Linked DNA regions of Mus musculus: region 2 is linked to region 1. The links are chromatin contacts, called in public HiChIP or PLAC-seq maps. All regions are on one chromosome and are shown on one strand. The core of a region is the stretch at or near the end of the contact, and the rest is flanking DNA. Distances in the headings are between cores, read along the strand shown.

Region 1 (2,732 bases), core at 64-2,563:
AGGGCTGGTACCAAGGAATGGTAGCTCGGAGAACAAATGAATATCCCTCAGCCCAAGCTCCAGATCTACTTCTTCTCCTGACTTCCTACTTTCTGTTCAGCGGGGCTGATTTTCTGACTCTCTGCTAGGGGCTCTGGTCAGTGGCATGTAAGGCCTTTCCTGCTCAGGACCTTGACTCGGGAGCTCTCCTAAGGGCCCTTGGGTTCTCGATGGAGGTAGCTTGGCAGGTGTGACAACTTGGAGGTACAGCAATTTCAGGAAGGGGAAAATTAACTAAGTGGTTGTACATCAGAAGGCAAGTGGCCATTCATCAATAAAAAGGCATTAGTTACTTGGCCTTTCGAGATAAACGAGCTACCAGTACCTCAGAAGACGAAGAAAAAAAATAACCTCTGAGTCCAAACGGGCTCTTCCATCATTCAGCTTTGCCCTTCTACCTGGAGATTTTTCATTGGCCTCTGCTGCTTTTATTGCCTCAACTCTCAACTTATTTTCCTGTGACGGAGGGTGAAGACTTAAAGGTTTCATGGCCATGTGTCTAGCACTTTACTCCCTCCTGAGAGACCCCATAGTTCAAGGATCTCTGGAGCTTTCAAATTCCTAGCTCTCTTTTGCTTTCCAAGTAGGGCCTGTTCTGCTTGGTTCAATCCAGTTCTTTCTAGTCCGGCTCAGTGTGAGAGATTCATATAGGCTCAGAACCCTCAAGGCAAAGTTCTCAGCACAAGAGATTTACTTACCCCAGAGGGACAGAAGGCAGGGAATGAAAGACAAAGACAGAAAATAGAGGACCAGGGAGGGGGGAAGAGAACAAGGAAGAGGAAAGAGTGGGGGGTAATGGAGAGGGCTATGGGGTATTTGTCTGAGAGTGGGACAAAGGTCTGCCTCAGAGGAGACAGTTGTGGCTTGTAGGAAAATGGTGGTTTGTAAAGATAAAGGGGGGAGCCCTGTGCTAGGATGAGGTGTTTAATTTTGACTGGGAATGTTAATTAGGTGAGCCAAAGGGGGCTTTTGATTGTTAAACTTCAATACTTTGATAGCTGGACCTTGGTAGTCAGCCTCAGGGGGAGGAAGTGGCCAAATAAAGGAATAGATCTTAGTGGCTAGTTTTAGGAATGGAGACTAACGGTTTTTAGCAAGGCAGAGAGAATGGGGGAGCAGGGCAAGACCTGCCTGAGCAGTGGCCACCAGGATCAAGATGGCCAGAGTCTCTTCCCTCTGGCCTCTGCAGAAACTTCCTCTTTCCAGAGCCAGTCCCTAGTCCTGCTTCTCTTGGACTCTTCTCCGGAGTCCCATGATGTCTGCTCCAGCTGTTTATAATTACCTCCTGCAGGCTGCTTGGGGAGAGTGACTCAGCACTCTGTCCTGTTTTCATTGTTGGGTGGGTTTTGAATTTGTTTCTACCTAAAAGAAGCAGATATTTCTCTAGTGTAGTCTATGCACTATCCCAGCCAAACACGACGCTTCCTCATATACAGGGTGTGTCTGCTGGTTTCCAGTCACACTATAGGTCAGATTTTTGTTGTTCTTGTTCATTGATGTGTCTTGTTTTGTTTTCGAGACAAGTTCTCATTATGCAGCCTTTTCTGGCATAGACCTAGTTATGTAGACCTGGTTGGCCTCATAGAGGCCCACTTGTCTCAGCTTCGGAGTGTTGGGATTAAAGGTATGTGGCACCACGCCTGGCTATAGGTTAGAATTTGAAGTCAGAAGTCAGAAGTCAATGGACTTGCAGTCTGATCTATGTTAGCCACTTGACTTCACTGAGCCTCAGCTGTCTCTTCTGTAAACGGGGGCCAGGCCATGTGCTTCGTAGTTGTTACAGAGATAAAGATAGGAGATCATACTTTCAAATCCTTGAAAATCAAGGTCATTTCTAAGTGTTAACCTCTAATCCCCCTTTCAGCTTCTTCATCTTTTTGGTACTAGGTTACTTTTCTTTGCTCCAGTGTTAGCTCTCAGCCCATCCTCTTCACTCTCAGCTTCCATCTGAATTTCATCCCTGGGGATTCTGTATAGCCAATCCCCTTTCTTCCTAGTATACCATGTCTGCTCCTGCTGCGAACATATCCCATCTCAAAACAGGGAAATATTAACATTATTGTGGGTGTGCCTGTGTGTGTGTGGGCAGGGGTGGGAATGGGTCATTGCTATTCTTTCTTTTTTTTCTTAGATATTTTCTTCATTTACATTTCAAATGCTATCCCCTTTCCTAGTTTCCTCTCCAAATATCCCCTAGACCCTCCCCCCTTCTCCCTACTCCCCAGCCTACCCACTCTCACTTCCTGGCCCTGGCATTACCCTATACTGAGGCATAGAATCTTTGCAAGACCAAGGGCCTCTCCTCCCATTGATGGCCGACTAGGCCATCCTCTGCTACATATGCAGCTAGAGACATGAGTCCCACCATGTGTTTTCTTTGATTGGTGGTTTAGTCCCAAAGAGCTGGGGTATTCTTTCAATGTAATACTTGATAAGTTAAAGAAGAAGAAGAAGAAGAAGAAGAAGAAGAAGAAGAAGAAGAAGAAGAAGAAGAAGAAGAAGAAGAAGAAGAAGAAGAAGAAGAAGAAGAAGAAGAAATAAAAAAGGTCAGGGAGCTGCAGAGATTAGCAATGATGGACACTTGCTGCTCTTGCAAAGGAAGAGTTCCAGGCCCACACATTTGATGGCTCTGGCCTCAGCACCCAGGCACCCCCATGTACATATACCCCTCAAAGCACAAACACAAAATTTTA
Region 2 (2,732 bases), core at 141-2,640, 200 kb after region 1:
AAACACATAGTCTCGTGAGGAAGAGCTAGAGTCCCTTTCTTAGTAAGACAGAGACAGGGGGTGACCCATCCCTTCTCTGTGGGGATAGAAGGGTAGTCAGAAAGGCTTTACAGAGTTAACAGCTGACACCAGGAAGTTCGCTCTGATTCGCCCAACAGGAAATGATCTTTCTCCCTCCTACAAATAACCCACTGTATTCATGGCCTGGCCAGGCCCTGCCTGAGACAACTCCACTCCCTCCTCCCTCCACACCCAGCTTAGCCAGCTCACTGATTTCCCCAGAAGGCTTTGCACATGCTCGACATGAGGATGGATCAATGGAGAAGTACAATCACTCGGGTTCCCGAGAAAGCATGTTTGTTTAAGAACCCCTGTCTTTCTTTGAGTTCAGACAAAACACCACGAGCTCACCACTCCCAGAGATATGCTGTGGGAATGATTAAAGGCTTTGGCTGTCAGAGGTCGCATCAATCAGATGGCCATCCAAGTGTCCTCTGCTTGGGAATAGAAGAGCCATCAGGCAGGGGAGGATAAAGAAGGAACTGGGGCCAAAATTAGGTGGAAACAGCAGAGAGATAAAGAGACAGAGAGACAGAGACATACAGAGACAGAGAGGAAGAGGGAGAGAGGGAGGGAGGAAGGGAGGGAGAGGGATGGGGAGAGAGAGAGAAGAAGAAGAGAGAAAGGGGGACCCAAAGAATCACTGGAGAACTAACTGAGAAAATATGATTCCTAATGGGACAGAAGGAAAAACTAGCACAGTAAAGAAAAGGAGGGGAGGGGAAAGTTGGGGTCAAACACAAATCAAGATTGTCAGAAACAAGACCGCAGTGCTGAATGCTGGCCAGATAGAGTGGGTACGAGAAATAGGGGGATAAATCAGGGGTGGGCAGATGGCTCAGTACTCGAAGTGCTTGCTGTGCAAGAACGAAGTCCTGAGTTTGAATCCCCCTACATTCACATGAAAATCTGGGCTCAGCAACATGTACCTGTAAGCCTAGGGCTGAGGAGCAGAGACAGGTAAATCTTAGGGGGACAATGACATCAGTCTAGCCAAGATGGCGAGTTCCAGGGTTAGTGAGAGAGCCTGTCTCAAAAACTAAAGTGAAGAGTGATAGAAGAAGACAGCAAACATTGACCTTTGGCTTCCACAGGAGCCTGTGTGTGTGTGTGTGTGTGTGTGTGTGTGTGTGTGTGTGTGTGTGTGTGTGTGTGTGTGCGCTAGAGAGGAAAAGGGGCAGGGAGAGGGAGAGACAGCAAGCGAGAAAGCGCAAGGAGACAGGGATAGAAGGTGAGAGAAAAAGTAAGAGGAGACAGGGTGTGTCCAGGGCTCAGGAACCAGCTCAGCCCCTGCTGCCTGGGCCTCTCTGTTCTGCCAGTCGCTCTGCCTAGAAGGCCCTTCCCCGGCCCTCTGAGTCACTGGCTTTTTCTCCTCATCCCCCTCTGCTTTGTGAACTGAGACATCTCAGAAAGTCACTGCTTATGGCTACTCCCGTGGAACGAAGATCTGCCCCATTCGTGCCTGCCCATTGTCCTGGGTCTGAAAAGAACGCCCAGCCGATCGCTATTACAGAGCTGAGGACAATGTTCTTTTTCTCGACATTGGCTTAAGGCCCCCATGGTTCTGTCCCACTGCCAGCGCCTAAAACACAGTCGGGCAGAGAAAAGGGGTGGTGCGAAAAACTGAGGACTAGGTGAATAAATGAATGAATAAACGGCAATGGAGCTGAAATCCTAACAGACAAATTCTTGGTGACTCATGTTCTCCAAGCTGTAGCAGTGGGATTCTGAGGCTGGGTCGGGTGTCAAAAGACTCTACGCCTGTTCACAGTGGCCAGCCAGGCAGACACAGGGATACCTGTACTTGGAGCTGGAGTGAAGGCAGAGAGCAGGGACCTCCTCTGAAGGTCGGGCTTCCGCCACACCCACAGGAGTTCTGAGAAAGAGACTGGAAAGCAGAGCTCTTTCTGCTTCGCTTTAAGGGGCCCCCTGAAGAGAAGTCGTTCTATCTACAGCTTCATCTTCTCCCAAGTTGAAAAAGATCATGTGGGCCAAAGTGCTTGATTCCCCCGTGCAGTCAAATTTCTGAACTTAACAGGGCTCCCGTGAGCCCCATTAGGCCTAATGCAACTGCTTCCCTCAGGTGCAGGGCTCTTTGCCTTTGCTCAAAGTACTCTCAGGAACAGCTGAGAGGACCAGCCCCTGCTGACCAACACTGCAGAACACTCGTGGGGAACCTTGCACTCAAGACCAGAGAGCACTCTGGCCTCCAGAAAATCCCCCGTGCAAGTCTTTCAGCTTCCTGCAGTCAGACAAGAAGCAATTACATGCCCTTGTATCTTGAGGCCAGCGTGGAAGCTGTGTTTGGGGAATTGCTGTTGAGCCCTGGCTTTGGGGCTCGGGCTCGCAAAATCTGAACAGCAGGATAGCCAAGACTCTAGGTATGAAGTCTCGGAGTTGGAGGCCACTCCAGGTCACATGTAGAATGACCTGGTGATTCAGCCCAAATAGCATCATAAGCAACCCAACAGTGCCCACCTCCTACAACTGACCCTTCTGCTTTGCCTTTGAACTTCTATGTTTCTATTCACATAAATTTGACATTCTTGCACCCATAAAGTAAACTCCAGTTCTTAGTCTGTTTCCAAGGTAACCTATAAAAACAGACACCACTCATGATGACACTGCGGTTTGATTTGCCATGCCCCTGTAAACGGTTCTCCCAAGGACTA

Evidence for each region. HiChIP or PLAC-seq counts read pairs in DNA pulled down with a chosen protein or histone mark.
Region 2: a contact with region 1 is called in an H3K27ac HiChIP or PLAC-seq map of the NIH/3T3 cell line, with 2.1 times the contacts expected there. The contact joins two enhancer-like sites. A contact is called at or near these places in 1 of 15 datasets of contacts at CTCF or cohesin (the NIH/3T3 cell line) and 1 of 115 datasets of contacts at active chromatin or transcription factors (the NIH/3T3 cell line).

What each region holds. Positions count from the first base shown.
Region 1 is chr2:160,020,423-160,023,154 of GRCm38.p6, forward strand. All of the region lies in intron 1 of 9130015L21Rik (RIKEN cDNA 9130015L21 gene), which reads left to right. Among named protein-coding and RNA genes, the nearest start is that of 9130015L21Rik, 5.1 kb to the left of the region's middle. Within about 2 kb of position 1,314, at least 25 of the 459 cell types and tissues checked have an H3K27ac peak or open chromatin away from gene starts, as enhancers often do. A contact at or near this core is called in the NIH/3T3 cell line, where this site is marked.
Region 2 is chr2:160,220,586-160,223,317 of GRCm38.p6, forward strand. All of the region lies in intron 2 of Gm34805 (a long non-coding RNA gene), which reads right to left. Among named protein-coding and RNA genes, the nearest start is that of Gm34805, 28 kb to the right of the region's middle. Within about 2 kb of position 1,391, at least 42 of the 459 cell types and tissues checked have an H3K27ac peak or open chromatin away from gene starts, as enhancers often do. A contact at or near this core is called in the NIH/3T3 cell line, where this site is marked.